Regions from separate parts of the Mus musculus genome. Here all the other regions are linked to region 6. Evidence: chromatin contacts called from public HiChIP or PLAC-seq data. All regions are on one chromosome and are shown on one strand. The core of a region is the stretch at or near the end of the contact, and the rest is flanking DNA. Distances in the headings are between cores, read along the strand shown. Region 1 has its middle 26 kb from the start of Gm6360. Region 2 has its middle 48 kb from the start of Gm6360. Region 3 has its middle 21 kb from the start of Gm29895. Region 4 has its middle 43 kb from the start of Gm29895. Region 5 has its middle 8.9 kb from the start of Gm6360. Region 6 holds the start of Tmem184c (transmembrane protein 184C).

The links. HiChIP or PLAC-seq counts read pairs in DNA pulled down with a chosen protein or histone mark.
Region 1: a contact with region 6 is called in an H3K4me3 HiChIP or PLAC-seq map of embryonic stem cells, with 4 times the contacts expected there. The contact joins the enhancer-like site here to the promoter of Tmem184c in region 6. A contact is called at or near these places in 6 of 39 promoter capture datasets (the 3T3-L1 cell line, embryonic stem cells, neural stem cells and 2 more), 3 of 115 datasets of contacts at active chromatin or transcription factors (embryonic stem cells and stem cell-derived neural progenitor cells) and 1 of 9 other capture datasets (embryonic stem cells).
Region 2: an H3K4me3 HiChIP or PLAC-seq map of stem cell-derived neural progenitor cells shows a contact between it and region 6, with 12 read pairs. The contact joins the enhancer-like site here to the promoter of Tmem184c in region 6. A contact is called at or near these places in 6 of 39 promoter capture datasets (cranial neural crest, embryonic stem cells, frontonasal cranial neural crest and 3 more), 31 of 484 Hi-C or Micro-C datasets (the HL-1 cell line, cerebral cortex, cranial neural crest and 13 more), 5 of 115 datasets of contacts at active chromatin or transcription factors (embryonic stem cells and stem cell-derived neural progenitor cells) and 1 of 9 other capture datasets (embryonic stem cells).
Region 3: an H3K4me3 HiChIP or PLAC-seq map of stem cell-derived neural progenitor cells shows a contact between it and region 6, with 15 read pairs. The contact joins the enhancer-like site here to the promoter of Tmem184c in region 6. A contact is called at or near these places in 13 of 39 promoter capture datasets (3T3-L1-derived adipocytes, the C10 cell line, the SN4741 cell line and 6 more), 2 of 484 Hi-C or Micro-C datasets (embryonic stem cells and pancreatic beta cells), 13 of 115 datasets of contacts at active chromatin or transcription factors (bone marrow-derived macrophages, cardiomyocytes, craniofacial prominence and 6 more) and 3 of 9 other capture datasets (adipose tissue, embryonic stem cells and pancreatic islet).
Region 4: a contact with region 6 is called in an H3K4me3 HiChIP or PLAC-seq map of embryonic basal ganglia, with 5 times the contacts expected there. The contact joins the enhancer-like site here to the promoter of Tmem184c in region 6. A contact is called at or near these places in 22 of 39 promoter capture datasets (the 3T3-L1 cell line, the C10 cell line, the HPC-7 cell line and 11 more), 1 of 15 datasets of contacts at CTCF or cohesin (the NIH/3T3 cell line), 101 of 484 Hi-C or Micro-C datasets (the 3T3-L1 cell line, 3T3-L1-derived adipocytes, the 63-12 cell line and 65 more), 26 of 115 datasets of contacts at active chromatin or transcription factors (the 230-238 cell line, a beta-TC-6 cell line, bone marrow-derived dendritic cells and 16 more) and 2 of 9 other capture datasets (adipose tissue and pancreatic islet).
Region 5: a contact with region 6 is called in an H3K4me3 HiChIP or PLAC-seq map of craniofacial prominence, with 7 times the contacts expected there. The contact joins the enhancer-like site here to the promoter of Tmem184c in region 6. A contact is called at or near these places in 6 of 39 promoter capture datasets (cranial neural crest, embryonic stem cells, hippocampal neurons and 2 more) and 10 of 115 datasets of contacts at active chromatin or transcription factors (craniofacial prominence, embryonic basal ganglia, embryonic hindbrain and 5 more).

What each region holds. Positions count from the first base shown.
Region 1 is chr8:78,096,372-78,099,611 of GRCm38.p6, forward strand. No RefSeq gene overlaps it. Among named protein-coding and RNA genes, the nearest start is that of Gm6360, 26 kb to the left of the region's middle. Within about 2 kb of position 1,915, at least 34 of the 459 cell types and tissues checked have an H3K27ac peak or open chromatin away from gene starts, as enhancers often do. A contact at or near this core is called in embryonic stem cells, neural stem cells, stem cell-derived epiblast-like cells and 1 more, where this site is marked.
Region 2 is chr8:78,118,325-78,122,021 of GRCm38.p6, forward strand. No RefSeq gene overlaps it. Among named protein-coding and RNA genes, the nearest start is that of Gm6360, 48 kb to the left of the region's middle. Within about 2 kb of position 1,572, at least 20 of the 459 cell types and tissues checked have an H3K27ac peak or open chromatin away from gene starts, as enhancers often do. A contact at or near this core is called in neural progenitor cells, neural stem cells and stem cell-derived neural progenitor cells, where this site is marked.
Region 3 is chr8:78,022,260-78,025,477 of GRCm38.p6, forward strand. No RefSeq gene overlaps it. Among named protein-coding and RNA genes, the nearest start is that of Gm29895, 21 kb to the right of the region's middle. Within about 2 kb of position 1,407, at least 33 of the 459 cell types and tissues checked have an H3K27ac peak or open chromatin away from gene starts, as enhancers often do. A contact at or near this core is called in stem cell-derived neural progenitor cells, where this site is marked.
Region 4 is chr8:78,000,103-78,003,793 of GRCm38.p6, forward strand. No RefSeq gene overlaps it. Among named protein-coding and RNA genes, the nearest start is that of Gm29895, 43 kb to the right of the region's middle. Within about 2 kb of position 1,824, at least 39 of the 459 cell types and tissues checked have an H3K27ac peak or open chromatin away from gene starts, as enhancers often do. A contact at or near this core is called in brain, cortical neurons, craniofacial prominence and 8 more, where this site is marked.
Region 5 is chr8:78,061,884-78,065,245 of GRCm38.p6, forward strand. No RefSeq gene overlaps it. Among named protein-coding and RNA genes, the nearest start is that of Gm6360, 8.9 kb to the right of the region's middle. Within about 2 kb of position 1,873, at least 12 of the 459 cell types and tissues checked have an H3K27ac peak or open chromatin away from gene starts, as enhancers often do.
Region 6 is chr8:77,609,023-77,612,380 of GRCm38.p6, forward strand. Tmem184c (transmembrane protein 184C) reads right to left here and starts at 1,631. Exons shown (of 10, transcript NM_145599.4): 1 at 1,081-1,631. The coding sequence starts at 1,203. It overlaps Gm39200 (a long non-coding RNA gene), which reads left to right and starts at 3,059. Exons shown (of 3, transcript XR_878939.2): 1 at 3,059-3,207.

The DNA.
Region 1 (3,240 bases), core at 665-3,164, 490 kb after region 6:
TTTTCTAGTGTATCATGCTAGTAACTTTGACAAGGATAGCTGCTCAAAAGCTGGAAAGCTGCTTACAGCTTTCATCTTGGGGGCTCTGCAGTGTGACAGTCGAGTAAAGACCATAGTATGCGGGGACTGCGGCCAGGGGATAGACAGCTGCAGAGAGAGAAGAGAAAAGCTTAAAAAGGATCTCAGTGCCACCATGAGAAGGCAGCCTGCCCCTTGTGGTCAGGGTGAGGAAATTTAATTTCACGTTCTAGAAGTGGCTTGTGGTGAGAAGTCAAAGAATTGGGACATCAGTGACACTAACGATGAAGGGTTGTAGAGCTGCTAGTGGTGACAGAGTGGCATCTTCTGGGTGTATTCCCAGAGGACTTCCATATACAAGATGGCATTTGGAAGAACACAGAAGGTGGCAGATCAGAATTCATACCCAGCAGTGGTTTCCACAGCAAAACCAGATTTTCTAACAGGAAAAACAAAAACAAAACAAACAAACAACTACTCTTTTTTTCCCTGAATAACCATAAAGAAAGTTCTTGTGTTCTTATTATGTAAAGATTACATAACACATATCCACCTAATTGAAGTTTATTTTCATTTTGTTTATGAGCATCTGCTTGGGGAAGACCCTGTGGTGGACTAGGGAATTCAGGCAAGCAGCAGAATGTCTCTGCCCTTGATCTACCGGCTGTGGTGGTGAGCAGTGCACAGGTAGACCAGGGTGCAGTTAGCATGTGAAAAACTTTCCGGAGCCTTAACGGAGGTGCTCAGAGAAGAGTGAAAGAGCTGAGCTGTAAAGCATGCAGCGTGATAAAAATGAGATCGTGCGTGAATAGGACAGCCCCGCTACACACGCTTTACATGGGCAGACTCTCATCTCGTTTTAAAGCAACCCTGCAAAGTTGTTTTATTCCTTTCCTCATTTTCAAGTGAGAAAACTCGGAATTCAACAGAGTTGGCAAAGCTGTGAGACCTAGAGTCAGTGTCCAATCCAGAACAAAGCATTCTCGAGTTGCACAGCCAGGATCGCTGCCCGGCGGGGTTCCTTTGCGTTGCTCCTGAGCCAAATAATAACGGAAGGCATGGGAAAATTGAATGTTTGCTTCTCAAAAACTTGTCATAGTAACTATTACACTACGTGCAGTAGATAATAGGAGTATGGAGATATCACCTTGGTTTGATAATTTTAAGCAGGGAAGTCTGAAGGAAAATAAGGAGCGAGGAAGATCGCTATGGCAGCAGAAAGGCTCTCGGAAACCTGGCGCATCCTCTGTCCTGTGTAGAGCTGTAGTTTTGAACATCTTTGGGTACCCAATTAAGGAAGCAGTGTATTACCAAAAGGGATGCTGAAGTACTATGTTCATCCAAGCTCAACTTATGGGTTTCATATAACCAGCATCATATTCTATATAGGAGCCTGGAGGATTTTTTTTTGTTTGTATGTTTGTTTGTGTTTTGATTTCTTAAGCTTTAGCCAGATGAGCCCCTGAAGGGGTGTGGCTTTCAATGAGAATCTCAGAGTAAGTCACACTTTTCCTGTTGAGTAAATTCTCAGTAAAGCTGCCAAATGAAATTCTAGCCCTAGAGAAAACCATTAAGCTTAAGACACTTCCCGAGGAGAGAAAAAATATTCTTGAGGCAAAGGAATGCTTTATTAGAAATCTCCCATAGTGTTTTACAAAAGATCCTGACATTAACACGTTACCTGGAGGGCTCTGAGCCAGGGCCCATACTCGTTAGTTTTCTATTGATGTTGTTTCTGACTAGGATTCCCTTCTACATTTCCTTGCTTGTTTGCCTTAGAAGCCCTGCATTGATATGCGTGTTTACATCAGACAAATGGGGAAGCTACTCTCCAGCCCAGGGGAAGAAAGAAAGATACAGGGGACAAAGCAGAGTGTTGCTAGGGGAGGGTGCCAGCAGCTGCGGTTCCTTCCCATTGCTTATGCAGTAATGTGTACTAATGAGCTCCTCAAAGTCCCTCCTCCTGAGTGGGCGTTTCCATCTCCTAAGAATCAGATATCTCTATTTTCTTTGGTACTTTTGTAAGGGCCCATGATTCACTGAAGAATGGTACTCTGAGCTCAAATAGTATGAAACACAGTGTTTTACTCTGCACAAGTCCAGCATGCTGTGCTCTCCCACTACCAAGATAGAGAGACACCCAAGTGAGCTTGCAGGCCTGACTTAAAGCACATTAGGGATGTTCCGGGAGGGTGACCTCTATGTTAATCTGTCGGGTCCGCCTCTACTGACATTCCATTACCGGGGTGTGGGGGCTGGGAACCTGCTGAGGAGGTGTGGAAACTGTTGCTGAGGAAGTAACTGAGGAAGTCTGGAAACTGCTGCTGACCCATTGTCCTTGCCTCAGGCCAGGTGGCAGGCAGCTTCTGAGGCCTGGATTTGCCTGGACTTGCCAAGTTCTTGTAGACAGAGATTTAGGCCTAGTCTCCTTAACTGCCGATTTGAAGCCTGTCATGGAATCAGCCCAGCCTTCTCTCTTTAATAATCATATTTGTTAGTTTCAAATTACAGTAAATTGGATGGTGGGTACCTTCTAAACCATTAACCTTCCAAATTCTAAATTCTAAGGCCTAGATATGCTGTTAGCTGACTGTGTTGGGAAGAGTTAGAATGAGAACATTTTCGGATGAGCTCACTGGCTTAAAGTATCCACTTTTCTCAATCACCTTGTACTTCAAGCAGAATCCATGATTTATAATTTTTAAAATTAGGTCAAGAGGGAAAATGAATTTCAGTAACATAGAAGCCAGGGTGAAGTGGAGTGCCTAAGGCAGACATCTGCCTGTGTTAGGCACATGTCTGCGTGGCTTGTTTTAGTGTTTTAAATATGGACTATGTTGAAGTTGTAGCAACTTCATCTTTGGAACACTGCCCCACACACTCCCTCTACTGACACACCGTGTACAAACACTGCTTCTGGGCGTGTGAGATGGAATTTCCCCAGAGGCCCACAAAGCATTTAATGAAGTGTGAAGCACAAACATTTCATTACAACATATTGTGTACTTTTGCCTTTAATAACTACATTCTTCATCCAAGAAGTCTCAATAGCTTTCAAAAATGAATTACAGTGGTATTATTTCCCCCAGAATATAGTTTTTCCGTGACGGCAACGGCACTTTCCTAAACTATTGTATTTATTAGCAACCTGTTGCCCTTCGACACCGGGGCCATTTTCATCGACCCTGATCGAGTGCGTATCACTTAAACTTCCTTTAGAAA
Region 2 (3,697 bases), core at 322-2,821, 510 kb after region 6:
GACCTCAAGAGTTGAGGTCAAGGAAAGCGGTGGCTGAGGACCAGCTGAGGTGCTTCCTTTAATAGAAGTCTCTCTGTGTCCCTTATCTTTAGCTGACTGTCACCTGGGTCCAGAGAGTCACAGATGTCCTGAGCAATCTCCCAGTATCTATAGTCAACATTCTTTCCACACAGCTAATATAGAGACCAAAGAGAACATGTAATGGCCGCTCTTCACCTTTCATAGGCTTCCGGTTGGCTTTGGTTGCCTGTAGGAGCATTCCAAAATCTCAGCTTGGCATCTGAGGCTTTGTAGGAACTGCTCCCAAGCCATTCCTTAACCTCCTACCCCCTCATCATGCTTACGCAGTACTTGAGGTCTGCCATTCATCCAGTTGGCAAGCTTCTCCTCAGCCACTCAAGACCAACTCCACAAGTAACGTTACTGCATGTGACCCGGTAAGCAGAGCCCTTCTTTCTCAGAGAGACACAGAACCTTGCCTTCCTCCTCTAGCCGTGATATCGCTGACTCTCTGCTTACAGACGCCCCACCCCACTGGACGGTAGTTCCTAGAGAGCAGGGTTGGACTTCATTCTCCTCCCATCAGGGACTGAGAAAAATCCCTGGCATAAACAGACATAAAAGGCAGATTGGCTGCCACAGGGTCCAGTATCTGTAGTTCCCACTTTATTCAATGATTAAATGAGTTTAATAATGATGTCATCCCGTGGATGATTCCAGAGTATGCCGACTCCTCTGCCTCATACCACATGCTCTATTCAGAAGAGTCTGTGGGTGACTCGACCATAGCTCCAAAGAACAAAGTGCAGCATATATGCAGGTCACTTCTTAAGCCGAGCCTTCAACCCACTGCCTCAGAGCCCCTGATATTAGCAGTGCCTCAGACCTCTGCACAAGGCACCAGGAGCCCTTATGTGTTCCATTGTTGTTTTCTTGGGCTCAGAAGAAGGACAGCCACGCTGGAAGATTGTTTCCTGTGATGCCAAGATGTTTTAGAACAATGTTGAGATGCCGGTCTCACCTACTACCACTGAGATAAGCCCAGAAGTTAAATTATGAAGCAAATGTGCAGCTTTGAAGAAATCCTTATTTAATCTGTATTCCCCTGTTTCATCTGCACACCCATCCTGCACAATCTGCATCGTTATTAGCCACATCAACTCGCCTAAAAAAAAAAAAGGAAAAAGTAAGACATCTGTGTTATAGCATTAATATATTCAAAGGTTTTTACTTTCATCTAGCAGGCATTAGCAGTGTGTAAATGTGGTGTAAGCCCAACTTCCAAAAGAAGTAAGTTAGGGGTAGAAAATATACTGGGGAACATAAAGAAGAGCGTGCCAAAGAAACAGAAAGAAAGGGAGAAGCAAGGACAGAGGGAAGGTTTGGTCAGGCGGAAGGGGCAGCCCGGTCGGGACTTATGCAAAACGCAGAGACTCTCATAAGTAGAGTGTTTTGCTTATGGCTCCTCTGTAGCTCGCTTCTAATTGCCAGCACCGTTTCTAAGGCACCGAGGCAGCCGCTAGCAGTGTGCGGAAGGTGTGTTTGTGCTGCTTTGCCCTCTGGCTTGGCTGCCAGCCTATTCCCTCAGATCAGAGCCAGAAGGCAGACTCTTTTCGAATACCGATCACCTCACCCAGACCTGATGCTTTGAGTTCCTTTTGGCATCCATTCCTTCTGCCAGTTTCCTCCTCTGTTCCTCTCTTTTCTTCTGAAGTTGACAACAAAGACATCCTCAGGGCCCTCCTTGATGTAAGACCACTCTTGATGTTATTACAGTGTGGTTTTTTTTTGTACCCTAAAGTTGTGCTACTTTTATATTCAGCTAGCACAATATTTGCACACCAGAAGATAAAGAAAATGTGAATGTGTTAGACAGAGCCGCGGCTTCCTTTTAATTTGTGCCCGTCCATGTTTTGTGATGTGACCCTTCCCTTCCTGTCACTCATCTCCATACCTGATCAAGAACAGGGAGGTGTCCCTTTATACACAATGTTCCTTCTATACCTTAAATTAGCCTGACCTGCCACTTCTAATTTTAAGAAATGTGGTTGTATGGGGTAGAGATGAATACCGAATTTCTATGAGGCACAAAACTTTTGAACGGTTCCTGTCCTCTGTGATAGTGAGTGTTAAAAGGGAAATCTCCAAAGAGCTAATTAGTAGACAAGTGGAGCTCAGCTGAACAAAGCTGAAAAGAGACTGGGTAAGGAAAAGGACCTGGCCATGGCTGACAAAATCAAAGCCCTGACAGAGAGCTGCCAGGAACCTTGGTCTGCTGACTGACAGGGACAATATAGAAGGGAGGAAGGAAGAAGGAGAAAAAGGGAAAGAAAGAAAGAAAGAAAGAAAGAAAGAAAGAAAGAAAGAAAGAAAGAGCCCTGTGAACCTGGCAGAGAGGGTCAACTACACTGTAGCTTCTCCAAAGAACACAGAGCTCCACCCCAAGGAAGTGGCAATCTTCCAGCAGACAAAACCCAAAGGCTTCGTTTGCCTACCCCAACTCCAAAGACACGAGCCAGCTTCAAGCAATATTCATAGAGGAGATGAGAAGAGGCCCAGGAGCTTTAAAAGTAACTCAGAAAGTTCTAGGCTGTATGGAGAATGTCTTTCTGGGATAGTGGGAAGAGGACTCATTCCCAGAAAGAGCCTGGCTGCTTCTGGGGCCCCAGGTGGATGGGCGGTGAGAGATGGCTGTGGATGGGCGATGGGCGGTGGAAGATGGTTGTGGATGGGCGATGGGCGGTGGAAGATGGCTGTTTGCTTGCCTACTAGGATGGACAGCAGGAGCCCAGCAGTCAGCAAAGGGTAGTCGGGAAGAAAAGGAGTGGCCTGGAAAGAAACTTGGGCATGCATATTAAAGAGGAAGCTGAGACAAAGGCAGAGTGACAGCCAGGGGCAAGCACGTGAGAAGAACCTGCTCTGTCCCTGAGAGGTAGCTGGCCAGCTAAGAGGGAGTCCACACTTGGAGAGACCCAGGTTCAGTGTCAGCTCCTAGCCTCCACATCAGTTGGTCCACAACTGTTTTTTACTCCAGTTCCAGGGGATCTGACACTGTCTGATGGCCCCCATGGGAACCTGGGGACACACACACACACACACACACACACACACACACACTTAAAAAGTAAAAGAAATAGAATTTTCAAGATGTCCGTTATCTATGTGAACAAAAAGCTTCATTCTAAAGCTAGAAGGTAGGAGTAGAAACACAAAGATGAAAGAGTTAGGAGAAAGCCTCTGTAATACACTAAGAAAAGAGGAGAAGCCAAAGTAGGTTTGTTTATATTAGAGTTAGGCACAAATATGTCTCACTCTAAAACCCCAAGGATACAATAATTAAAAAAAAAATCTTCTGTTCACTGGCTGATCATAAAACCTTCCTTGTCTTTATGACATCCTGCCACATACATTTTTGACCTGGGACAAACTACTTTTTAGAAAGAAGCCAGGCCTAAACAATGTGCTACAGTCAGAGTGAGGGACAAACTCGAAATCCAGCTCTTAAAAAACGTCCTGCTTTGAAACTCCAGTCCTTGCAACATACATTGGGTGGTTTTCATTAACCCCAGGTAAGGTCTTAGCTCCAGCCATGTTCTTCTCCTGGTTCCATGAAAGGCTGAAATCCGAATCGTACGAACACATCACTACTTGCAGATATGACTGCAGACTGGAGGGACACCACCTCAGAGAGACACGA
Region 3 (3,218 bases), core at 157-2,656, 410 kb after region 6:
TATGCTTCATTCCTCATGGGTAAGGATACTAGAGGTGCTTGCATACACCAGCAAATTACATATGACCTTGCTCATGACCACTAAACAGAGTCAGAAGCAGGGCGTTAACAGAAAAGATATCATCTAGAGATAGTCATGGAGATAATCTCAAAAGAAGATTAAGAAAAAAAAAAGCTGAGGAGTCAAGGGAAAGGGATTTAGTCTTAGAGAAGGCTACCTTCAGGAGTCAGCTTCACAGCTAGAGGCAGGTAAAGGCTGCTGGGTATGCACGTTGGGAAAACATGCTCCCAGTGGCTCCTAAATGTAGTTAAACTCGCTGGTTTTTGTTCTTTCCAGGAAAGAAAGAAAAGGATAGGAACTAGGTAAGAAAGGAGGAGATGGTTTAATAGTGGGCATATAGAGCAGGATAAGAAGCTTTTGTTTAGTTTGAATGTTTTGAAGAGAATGGAGTCAGAAGACGAAAGACAGTCAAGAGGTCACTGCCCCTACACTCGCAAGAGTATTGCTTTTGTGACAGACTGTGATGAGCATTGGATAAGGCCTGTGTCCCCCTGCGAGTGCCCCTTGGAATGTGTATACCAAAGAGAAGACAGATGAGTGTAGAATTTCATGATTAAATATCGTTGGAAACCAGTGAACAACCTGTTCCCTCTTCAGAGCGCCCACGATGCACATCAAATCCTCACAGACTTTGGAAAGTAGCAGCGTGGTGGGGGGAGCTCTGAGGAGCACTTGGGAGCTTCCGAACAATCCTACTGACATCAATGGCCATCTTTCAAAAGCAACGGTCTTCTGAGCACCACGCCTGAGAAGCAATGGTTTTGAAAACTTTCCTCCTTTTTAATATCCTTGATGACTCTGGGATTTGAAAGCTGAGAAGCATTCTACCCAAGATTGACCGTCCCCAGTGTGGCAGGAAGTCACCATGGGAAACGTTTCAGAATGAAAGGGCCAGGAGTCAGTATTCTGTAATCCTGCTGGACCACAGAGGATGTCACATTCATTAATATTCAGTTATAGGAAGACTTTTCCATTAATATAGAAATTGTTATGAGAAGTAATTAGTGAGACTTTTTAACTGATACTTTATGGAAAACATCTAATATTTCATTTAAAAACAGACTAAACATAGTCTGTGTCCTCAGCTTTCTCTCTCTCTCTCTCTCTCTCTCTCTCTCTCTCTCTCTCTCTCTCTCTCTCTGGGTGAGGGAGAGAAGTGTGATTAACATTTGTTTAGGCTTTTACCCATACCATGGTTACAGGGTAAGGGTCAAATGTGTTCTCTCCAGCACTTATGGTTTTTTTTTTTAAAGACATTTAAGGAAAAGGCAGAGGCTGGGAGATCAGTGAGGGTGGAGGAGACCAAACTCTGTGAAATGCTTAACCTTTTAACATAGTTCAACAAAGTTTAGATTTCTGGCAAAACGCCTAGACTTTGTAAAGCTGCTCTCGGGCTGACCGGACCCTGGCACTTAAACTATTCTATCGTAAAAGCCCTTAGCAATGCGAAGGAAGGAAAGAAAGGAAAACAAGCACAGCTTAATGGCTTCAGTTGGGCTCACAGCACAGGGTGAGGCGTTCGAAAGGAGTGTTAACCAGAACCTAGGAACTTGAAGATTTATCAGCTACCTCTGCTAAGAGAACAAACCACAACCACAGGGAAAACAGGCTTGCCATGAAAGGAGAGGGAGATCTGAAGTATACATGACAAACCCAATCTGTCATGAATTAGAAAGAATTTGACTTTACAGAAGCATGGTGACTGACTGCCCTCATGGTGAACAGCCGGAGACACTGATCTAGGTGCACATGTCCTGGGCACGTAGTCTGAGAAGTTAGGTCTCCCAGAAATGCCTATTAAGGTTCAGTGGCTGCAAGCATGAGGGACAGTATCTTCGAGCCAGAGGAAATAGGGAATTTGTAAGCAGCTCAGGCTAGTCTCATCCTTCAGGACTGCCTGCTGGTGTTTCGTGTGACAGTTGTGTGTTCCTTTGAATTCCACAAGTTTCTCTGAAGTTTGTCATATGTTGGAATCAGTTGTAAATAAGAAAATGCAAGATGGTCATTTTGAAAATAATTACAGATAAATGGGAAACACAGTGTCCATGTGTGGTCCTCAGAAGGGATCTACATCTGGAGGAATGGACATCAATGAAAGAAGGATTGTTTAGAGGCTCCTGAGTTCCTCTCAGAGCGTCTTCCATTGCCCTAGTGCTTTTCAACGTCTGTGATGGTTTGATGTGCATTTTGGGAGCTCTGAAGCAGGAACTGTATTTGATCATGAAATTCTACACTCATCTGTCCTCTCTTTTGCTAGATTCTATCCTAGGGGACAGTTACTGGGGAACACCGGAATCATGCAATGCTTATCATAGTTTGTCTATGACATGGACACATGTCCTAATGTACATCCAAAAACAATAGGGAAAAAAATTAGACAGATAAAAAATGGAGACATTAAGAAATAGAAGTCAGCAGTTAAATGTGCTAGAAAAGTTAAGAATCTATTCACCTACAAAAAATTCAAGCACTTTGGCTCTGAACAATAAAAAGACTGAAGACAGGCAGTGTCTCTGTGTGTGCAAGCACATATGTGCATGCATACCTGTGTTAAAACATGCATATGCGCATGTGTCTGTGTGTGCATATGTCGGCATGTACATGTATGTATCTGTATGTGCTTGCGGGTATGATCATGTGTCTGTGTGTACTTGGGTGTCTGTGTGCATGAGTGTGTATACTGGGGTGTCTGTGCATGCATTTGTACAAGAGTTAGTGAGGGTACATGTACTTTCGCAGCTGACCTTGAACAGACGTCCTGGCCACCCTGGCCTTGTTTGTTATCCAGGCCTTGCCAGAGGACAATATGTTCCGAGGCACCTCATTTGTTACTAGTAGAGTTTGTTGCTTTTATTAGATTGATTCTTTCAATCCAACCCATGACGTAGGATATCAAAGCATTCTAAGTCATGGGCTCATTAAAGTGAGAGGTCACAGTGATAACTGCCATGGTTTTCCACTGTCTGGGCTCTTAGTGGGGATAAACAGTGGGTAGAGAGGCTCGGGCATGTTACCATACATATTCCTTGCTGGTTGGAATGTATTAAGAGGAGAGTCTTAATGAAAGATACACCAATGGCTACTTCATTTTTAGTCTGAAAACTACCAAGAAAACAAAACAAAGCCAAAGAAATTTGCTAGAAAATTATCCCTCCAAA
Region 4 (3,691 bases), core at 574-3,073, 390 kb after region 6:
GAGCTTGTGAAATAAGGACTGACTTTAGAAAGCACGTGAACAGCATTGCTGTGAAGGTAAAAGTCAAAGGGTTTAATCCTATCACCCAGAGTAAGAAAACTAGAAAGGCCCTCTCTGCCGGTACTGGTTTGCATATTTGCATATTCTCTCTCTCTCTCTCTCTCTCTCTCTCTCTCTCTCTGTCTGTCTGTCTTTCTCTCTGTCTTTCTCTCTCTGTGCCTCTTTGTCTGTCTGTCTCTCTTTCTCTGCCTCTCTGTCTGTGTGTGTGTGTCTGTCTGTCTTTGTGCGTGACTGTGTGATTGTGTGACTGTGTGTCTGTGTATCAGTGTGACTCTGTGAATAGGTTCATGTGTGCATGCACACATGTGTGTGCAAGTGCTGAGGCCTGAGATTAGTCTAGTTCCTTCCTCCATGTCTTCCCTTATCTTTTTGAGACAGGCTCTCCCTTATCATTTTGAGACAGGCTCTCCCATCTATTTGCCTATGCTTAATTATTTCTTGGGCCCAGGGCCTCCTGCCTCAGCTTCCCCACAGCGGGGGGGGGGGGGGGGGGGGGCTCTAGGCTCTTGCGGCCAATCCCAGGCTTTTTTGTGAGTGGCAGGGATCTGAACTCAGATTTTCATGCTTATATGACACGCCTTTGCCCACTGAGCCCACTGAGCCTACTCCTCAACTGGGACTTGCACATTTCTATGGGTGATCTGATGTGGAAAACTTTAGTTGTATAGGCAAGTTAGGCTCTGCACAATCAGAGACTACAAAAGAAAATGTAAAACCCTGGGCTGTATGGGCCAAATGGTACATGGAAGAGTCTCTTCAGTGTGGATACAACTAGCCTTATTAATAAGCCCTGTGGTGTGGGTGATACATAAGATGAGGACCGTGTGGGAAGCAGAGGCTTGCAAGAACCTAACCCTGTACTTCTCCTGGGAAGGAGAGTAGAACAGTCACTAACTCGGCATGAGGTGAATACAGAATACAATTACAGATCCCAGAAGCATCTACTGCATGCTCACCTGAAATAACAGGATACATTAAGTACCATCTGACATCTCTGGAAATGAGCAGTCCACTCAGCTGTTCCTTTTTAATCTCCTCATGATGATGCCTTTGATTTCAAGGGAATTCCATATGAAGAATTACTTCTACAGAGCTGTCAGCCTGCCAATCAAAAGATCTTGACCTTGTGTGCAATTAAATGGCCATTGTCTTCAGCCCAGGACTGCAAACTGGAGTACAGCTTCATGAGCGTCGTTTCTCAGTTTGGCTTTTTGAGGAGCCAGAACCTTGATTTTAAGGGTCAGGAAGGTTCTCCCAGGTGGAGGCATCTATGTGTCACCAGACTTGGAGGAACGTTTTATAACATTTTATGAACTGACAAAAGCCCATGGGCTCTTCTAGGCTGGGTGAGTGTTACATAAGTCCTATATCCACACAAACAAAAAGATAAATGAAGTATTGGTCAAGTGGTCAAACCTGTAGATTGATAATTTAACATATATTTATGCATGCATAATCACACAGAGAAATAGAAGAGTGGTAGAGAATGTGTGAGTGAGATTTGGAGTGTTGCTGTGACATCCCACATCTTGTTGCATAGCAATGCCTTGACATGTAAATAAGAAAACAGGTTGTATCCCAATCTGCTCTGAATTCCTCCTGCGTGCATTCTGTCAGAGTTCCTGACAGAATGTGAGCTCCAGATGAGCAGACCTTCTGTCTACTTCATTTACAGATGTGTCCCGAGTACCTAGAACAGTGCTCAGCACTGTTCTATGGATGACAGTCTGCACTCTCAGAGGAGATCCCTGGTGCTCACTTGGTTTGTGCCGGACTGCTGCTGTCCTGTGCTGTATGTGTTGGACTGTTGTTCTTACGTGTCAGAGTCTGTTGGAGTGGGTTGTGTTCTTAAGATCCGTCTTTATCACTGTTTGTCTAGGGTTTACAGGTCTCTGACATCTGCTCTGAACAAAACCTCTGCCTGCCTTACTCAGCCACACAGGAATGCCATTGTTACATTTTCTTCTGCTCCAGTCCGTTCCTGGTGCTAGGAATGCCTTTCTGTAATAGATTCCCTGGCATCATATGGTAACGAAAGGGTGCTTTAAAGAATGCTAATTTAAACCGCTCTTTAACTTGCATGTTTTCAGTGTGGGCAGTGAGGGAGGAGGTTTGAAGCAAGACAGCTGTGAGGTTTGCCTAGCAGCTGAATGCTGCATGGATTAGCTGGCTCCTTCTTTTCTGGTAGTGGGTAACCCCTTAAAGGAACATGCCCTGGCTGGGGAAAGGCACACCTGTGTGTAGCCAAAGGGAAGAGTTTTAAAGATGGGGCACAGTTTTCTGCACCACCAGCTTTGCACTCAAAAAGTGATACTGCTAAGAAGTTTAGAAAAATGGGGGTGAGATGGGGGTGGGTGGGAGGGGGCATTGCATCCATTCAGCTTTTCTGTGGACCAAGCCACGAATCTGGGTATTTCTCCATGAGCAATTACCATCTGAGGTTTAGAAACCACAAAGCTGCTGGGTAGAAAAAGAAGCTCAAACGCAGATAAGTGACCCATGATGGCTTGTGGGAACCTGACATCTCTCTTTAAGAATGGTTCCTGAGATGCCTGGCCTTCCCGTGTTCTGTGACTTTGTGCTTAGAGGTGTAAAAGGGTTCATTTCAGCGAGCCTGTGCTCTGTTGGCAGTTCAGCTGGCCTCGATGCTCGCCAAAGTCCGGATCCATTTGAATTTTCCTTTCTGTTCTCTTTTGGGTTACCGTTCTGTTGGAAGTATCGCATGACTCTAAATGACACTGTATTTCCAGAAACTAGACTTGAAGTAGCTGACAATTTTTTTAAGATTTATTTATTTATTTTATGTAAATGAGTATACTGTAGCCTACATGTGGTTACTGGGAATTGAACTCAGGGCCTCTGCTTGCTCCAGTCCCACTCTGTCCAGCCCAAAGATTTATTTATTATTATTATATGTAAGTACACTGTAGCTGTCTTCAGACACACCAGAAGAGGGTGTCAGATCTCATTACAGATGGTTGTGAGCCACCATGTGGTTGCTGGGATTTGAACTCAGGACCTCTGGAAGAGCAGTCAGTGCTCTTAACGGCTGAGCCATCTCTCCAGCCCAGCTGATCAATTTTTTTTAAACTGCACGTATTGGATGTGTTGTTATTGCTACTGAGAAGAACAGTGACTATTATTGATGAATCTGTGGCATATTAAGGGACACAGTTGACCAGAGTAAATATGTCCAGTCGGAAGGTCTGGGAGCAGTTGGCAGACAATGGCAGATGTCTGCTCACTAGCGGGTCCAGTTGAGCTTGTGTAAACTCCGAACTCCCTGGAACTTTACACTATATCTTTGCCAATGATTTAAACATGCTTTTCTAGGGCCGTATTTTTCTATATGATCCATATAATCCTAGCGTGAATGCCATTCTTTTCTCAGACTCCTTTTATTACTCATTCATACAAGCACACATTTTATGTAGTTTACACAGTTCCACTGATGCTAGAAATATATTTCCTCAATTCCCTTTTCTTTCTTTATAATTCTGAAAATAGTGACTATGTCATTTGCGATTTTGTTTTGTAATCTTAATATTAAGCAGTTACTTTGCTTCTAAATCCTGCTGCTGTGACGAATTCTGTGAGCCATGTGACATCTTCATGTCAACAGCTCCTTCCC
Region 5 (3,362 bases), core at 623-3,122, 450 kb after region 6:
ATGGCCCTTTGGCAGATCAGAGAGGAGTCTGGGCTTTGAGTTTCCATTACAGAGGATGCAAGCAGCCTAATTGGCTGCAGGGAGCCAGAGGGTGTGGCACTCTTTGAAGGTTGGCTAGTATGGTTGATGGCTTCGGAGCCTGAAACCCTGGACACAACTCTCAATGGTATTCTAGAGTCAGATGAGATTCATCCTTCCTATTAGGTGGCCACTGCTGCAGAGTCAGATAAGAATCTGCTGCGGCGTTGTGGGAGTCTTGGAACTGTATGGTGTAGTCTTTCGATTTTCTGTCCATAATTGAAGTCCTTACTGAAATTTGCTTATATTATTTCCTGAGATTTCTCCTTCAACTTGAACTGTCTGATTCAAGCTTATTTCAGAATGGGCACTAGATGGCAGTATTGTTCTTTTATGTGACAGCTTTTATAGTACAATTAGGATGGATTTCTTTTTTGAAAATCAATTTTTAAAAACAAGAATTAGTCATTTAAAGACATCACTCTAAAGTAGAAATGAGATAGAGCATATTTGTTTATTGCTCTGCAATTTGTTAGTTATGTGATGCCTTAAACAGCGCTGCACTTCCCTCGTCCTTCGAGCTGACATCTGTATCTTTCTTGGCGCTGCCCAGCTCCTCTGGGCTGTGTGACTACAGAAAACTTCCCAGATGTTGGGGGATCTTTGCTCTCAGTTCACTTTACCAACTCCTCTGTAACATCTGGAGCAGTGATTTCCAAAGTGAAAGGGCCCTGTTAAAGAAATAAAATGTTTCAAGGGCTTTTCAGAAATTTAGTCTCAGTTAGCTGTGGACCAGAAATGTGGATTTTAATAGCATCTCCATGCACTTCTGAACTTCAACAAGGTTGGAAGTGGCTCAAGTGCCTTTAATTTCCCCAGCAATGGAATCACCAAAGCTACAGGGACTTAAACTCAATTTAAAATCTCCATATACTGTGTGTGTGTATCTCTCTCTCTCTCTCTCTCTCTCTCTCTGTGTGTGTGTGTGTGTGTGTGTGTGTGTGTGTAGACATGGAAGAGGGAGAAAATGAATCATGCCTAGAAGTAGCCAAATAGCTCGAGTCACTGTAAAAATTAAATTGAGATATTCTTTCTTCCATATGTCCAAACAAGTACCTTCAGGGTGGAATTGAGGTAGTGAGAGAGCTTGTACCCCAAGACACTGCCTGCCTTATATCTCCTGTGGCACAAGACAATGAGGACTGGTAGATTTAGGTGTCACTTAAAAAGTTATGGTTATGTTTTGGAATTTCTGAAAGACAACTTTTCCTTGCCTCTCCCTGCCCCTCCCCCATCTCTTGTGTTCGATATGATTTGCCTTGAAATTCAGTTGCCTCCACGCGTTTCTTTATCCAATAATGCCTAACTTTTCTTAGAATAGATCACGAAGCTATTGTGAAACGAGTATTTCCAAATAACACCATTCTTTCCAAGGTTTTCTGTACAGGGCCTCACCACAGCAAATCGAAGAAGGGCGTTTTCTTGAATGGGTCACAGAGATGCTACATTAACGCTGAGGAAACATGTCCTTCAACAGGAAAAAGAACACCAGAATACGTTCTTAGGGCCTAGTTTATAAAAACCACTTCTTATCTTTAAGACTGTGGCGAAAATAGAGAAGAAAACCCTGCATGCTTTCAAGGGTGTTGCTGTTGGCTTTGGAGTCAGACCCACAGTGGGGAGGGTGAGTCGCGGCGGCTGCTTGCTTTTCTTTTTGTAATTGAAGCCCATGTTTCCCACTCCTTTGTATTCCAGCCATGCTCCTTGGCTACTGGGCAAGAACCAGCGGAATCTTTTGAGAAGGTTTAGTTTGGAGGGAGCCCATTCCACTCCGCAGAGGAGCGCTCCCTCCCAGCCTGGCCAGCAGAGGGACCTGCGGCTCCGTTTAGAGGTCTGGGGTCAGGCGTGCCGAATCGACGTCTCCAAATAAGCGTTTGTTTTCTCAGCATTTTATTCTTTGTTTCTCAGCTTTTAAAAATGCAAGAGAATTATCTGCAGGCACATATTCAGATTTAGATCAAAAAGTGGACCAATGAGGCAGCACTCTCTGGTGAGAGCTAAACCTTGCCTCTTCCCTCCTGAAAAGGTGTCAGCGATTTTGATTAGCCCGGATCACTGACACGGCCAATCAGCCCCGTTTTAATTTTTAAAAGACACCCGAGATGTGTTTTGCAGCACCTTTCGCCTGTGCAAACTGAAAAATTAAAATAAGATAAAATTTAAAACTACTTTAAAAGGAGAGGGGATGTTCAGGAAGGGTGCCGGGAGGTCCTCCGAATTTAGAAGACTCTTGAGTTTTAAATACCACAAACCCTGTCCTGGTTTTCGAATGTTTACCTTTCTGCAAAGCTGGCCCACAGAGTACCTTCTCGCTTCAAAAGAAAATCCTGGCACCTGGAAGATCGGCCTGACAGTGAGCATTAAAATGGCTTGTTTAATGAGCAGTGTGACTGAACCACGCAAGGAACGCTGGGGACTCTCTCCCCCGTGTTTACAGTTTGTTATGCCGTGTGCTTCCAGTGTCCCTTATTTTGACAAGCTATCCAAAAGTTTGGAATGAGGATGGGCATTTTTTTATTTTTATTTTTATTTTTCAAAACCTGATTGCTAAAAAAGCAAAGGTGCGTCTGCTTACCGGCTCGCGTGGAGCAGGAGCTGCGCCATTAAGGGAGAAAACTTGGCAGGAGAAGAGCACAGGAGACTGGAGAAGCCTGTGTATTACTGATGAGCATGGCCATGGTAAATAAATGCATATGCTCTGAGAGCGTCGGGCCAGCCGCCATGTTGTAAGGACATTTCCTACCTTGTAGGTAATCTCCGTTCTTGGGTCTGGAGGCTCTGGTCTTCCGCGTTTAAGTGCTTGTCACTTTTTCTGTTCCTTCCTCCTGCTCTCGGTGGCCAACACGCACCTTTGTTTCTGCACAGAATTGTCGGAATCTGGAAGATTGTTTTCTCTAGACGTCTTACTTAAGTTTCCCTTCATAAATATAATTACTGTTCTTTCTATAAAAATGGGGGGGGGGAGGCACACTTTATTTTTTGCTAGGACCAAAATGTAGATTCTTTTCTGTATATGTTTGTCATATTTTTTTTTTAATTAAAGTATGGACTTGCTTCTCACTAAGTTCAATTTTCTGTTCCCAATGATTTTTAAGTATGCCATTATCCCATAATTATGGAGTGATTAGCTGAAAATAAGATGATTTGAAATCATTAGTATTTCATTAAAGGAAACTCCAGATATAATTTTTTTTTTATTTTTTATTTTTCGAGACAGGGTTTCTCTGTATAGCCCTGGCTGTCCTGGAACTCACTTTGTAGACCAGGCTGTCCTCACACTCAGA
Region 6 (3,358 bases), core at 381-2,880:
AGATCCTATGAATATGTTTAGACACACTGATTAAAATATTTTCCATAATCAAAGGGGGGTGGGTTGTATGCATCTACCTGGTCTGCCATAACTCTTCCAAAATAACTGTTTCTTAATAAAAGTACTTTTTGGTTATTAATTCTAAGTTTTCACTTTATAGATATACTATAGACATAGGTTAGCTATCCAGCTTGTAATACTTTACTAATGTCACAACATGACATCAACAAAGAGGGCCAGAGAGATGTCTCAGCTGGTAGGTGCCTGTCTCCAACCCTGATAGATTCAGCTCAGTCCTCAGCACTCATTATGATGAGAGAGCAGAGCCAACTGCTCCAAGTTGTCCACCTTCAGACCTCCACAACTGGACCATCCCACGAACACACCAACAAATACACCTTTTTTTTTTTTTAAATATAAAGGAACACACAGGGGATGTTTGTAAAATTTTTGCTTTGGTTAAGGAGTAACTTCAGGTCTGGGGATGAAGCTCAGATGGTAGAGTGCTTGCCTCAAATAAACAAAGCCCTGGGTTCAATCCCTGCATTGAGTAAACAGAATGATGGATACACCGGTAATCCAAGCACTGGGAAGTTTGGATGCAGGAGGATCATCCTAGTCTACAAAGCAAAATCCAGAACAGCCTGGTTTACAGGAGATTTTAAGGAAAGAAACAAAGAAAACTTGTAACTTCAAACGTAAAGTTAATTAGCAAAGTCAATTTAACAAGAATCCTTTGGTTCCAGAAAACCGGCTAAAAGCCTATAAAATCCAGAACATAGTTTTTAAGATGGTTTATTTGGTCTGGTCAAGCCCTAGTACCTGCATAGCAGATCTGATTTCAAGAATAAAGTTCTTTCTGGGACTGATGAATATTGGGAAAGCGCCCATTGTAAGTAGGTGCTTTAACTATTTGTTTCTCGACCCGGACCTACCTCCAGTTGTAGCGGCTAAATAAAACCAGTCAGGTTGGTTTAATGTCCACAGACGAAATGTTTTTCAGACCTCAAGCATTAGAAGGCAGACAAAGGAACTCTGTCAACCAGCGGAAGAAAGGGTAGAGGTGCAGGACCCTCTTACCTTCATTTTTTGAAACTTCCAAATGCATATCGGAACCGCGACCAGGATGGTTGTTGCGTAAAAAAGTACCAACAGGGGTCGGATCCATCTCCTCCAGTTACTCCGATTACATGCGCAAGGCATGTTCTGTAACAGATTCTCTTTGAGTAGCTGAATAATCGAACCAAACCAAGAATTTGGCAAGTTCGCTTTTTCGGTTGTCTTCTCCGCTGGCGCCCTATAGGAAAAGATTTACTAGCCGCTGGCGCCGCGTTCTCGGGTCGCTCTGTGTTTGCGGCTGCTGCAGCGGTGGCCGCTCGGGATGCTCGCAGGTGCAGGCTGCATCCTCGCCGGCCAACCCGCATGGACTCAGTGCCGCCGCGGCGTCGCCTCCGCCTCACCTGGAGGTCACCCAGAGTCTCCGCTGCATCGTGACCCCGAGGACTATCAGGGTAAACTAGGGATTCTAGGCACTCGGGGTCTGACCTGCATCTGGTACCCTACCAGCCCTCTCCCTAGTCCAGCTCTGGCAGGCTAGTCTCCGCCCCCGGAAGACCCGGCCCAGAACTTCCTCACTCACGGCTTTGGAACCTCTACAGTACTCATCTTCAGAACTCATCTTCCGCCGACTATTCCACTTCCGTTTCCGATCAGATGCTTGCAGCAAATGATTTGCTCTGAGTTTCAAGCTGAGCTAAACCTTGTCCCGCAACGCAAAGCATTGTGATTGGTCAGTTACGGAGGAGGGCGTGGCTGTAACCTAGGTTACCGAGAGGGCGTGGCAAGGGCAGGAAGGAGAGTAGCGGCGGATTTCTGGCATCTCTAATTTACCTAGTCTAAGTGGTTCCCTAAAAGGGCTCCGAAAGTTGTAGGAACTGGGGACGTTTCAGAAACACCCGCTACATTCCTGAGACTTTACTCCATCTAAAGAAAAGTCATAGTGAGGGGCAGTCACTGTGGAGTGGAACTTGAAATAGCTTTATTTTTCTCAGAAGGCTTCCCAGTTGTCTTTAGGGGTGGAATGGGAAGCCCGCTGGAATAAGACAGAATAGGTTAGATTTCAGTCAGTTGCTAGAGTTTAGGGTCCTAAGGAGGAATTTGTCTGCATAATTTCTAGACCCGGCAGAAGAATCATTCTAAGAATAGCTTTTTTGAAAGTAACCGCCAATATGAAATGTTCACGTTTCAAACTTGAGTTAAAAAAAAAACAAAATCTTATTTAAGATTTAAAAGGTTGGTATTCTGACATCTGTTCTATACACCTAAAGCTTTTAGCTGTATAGCTTTACAGATCAATGACACATGGGATCTTAAATTCTTTCTAAATCAAGGGAACAAGCAAACATCTGAGTCCCGACTAGACACTGAACACTGCATATATTGTCATTTTCTGAAATCAAACACTAACTTCTCTACCCATTTTGTATGAGTTGATCTGCATAAAAGTACCGAGTAGCGATGGGTAGTTTTCTGTTTCACAGATGAGAAAAGTGTCAAGTGATTAATAGTACCTATTAAGTAATAGAGCTGTTTTCTCTGACTTTGGACTCTGCTTGATGTTTAAATATTTGCCATCACCTGCAACCAGGGGACTTCTGCCTATTAGCCATCTGGACAAAATGTCATGGACCAGAGTCTCAAAGTATACAGATGAAATCACATTCCTCAGTTACCAGAGCCTGGAGTCTGACTTCTGCAGTCTTTCTCCTGTGATCTCCATTTTGCACATTTCCTTAAAGGGGCTGTAGGACTTTAGTTTGGTCTACACTATAAGTTAAAATAGTTGGTTTTAAGGAAATTCCTAACCATTAATGAAATCTTGGTATACTGTTGAAGTTCAGAAAATTAGGGAAAACTCTTGCTTTACAGCTTATCACCACTACTTATTTCTTGGCAAATGGCAGTCTTTTTGGATAGGCTGTCTAACAGGACTTGTTTCTGTGTGTCCAGCCACACTCTTACTGCTTCTGATAGCCATCTTCTCCATTCCTTCTCATAGGAAGCCAATTTTTTACACAATTTCTGAAATCTATTTCTGCACTCTAGTGCTGAGCCCGGTATGGCTATGGTGGGGACAGAGTGACATGGTTCCTGCCCTTGGGACAAGTCCTCCAGTGTGAGCCTCCATGAGTGTGATGGCTGCTGTGGGTATGTATTTCACATTCCTCCTAGGGATGTCCTCCCAGTTAACCTAAGGACTCAGTGAGAATTAGAAACAGCTCGAATCCAGGAGCCAAGGCTGTGGCTATGTCTCAGCAAAATGGTAGACACTGGGACCTTCAGGACAGCCCTTAAGGCT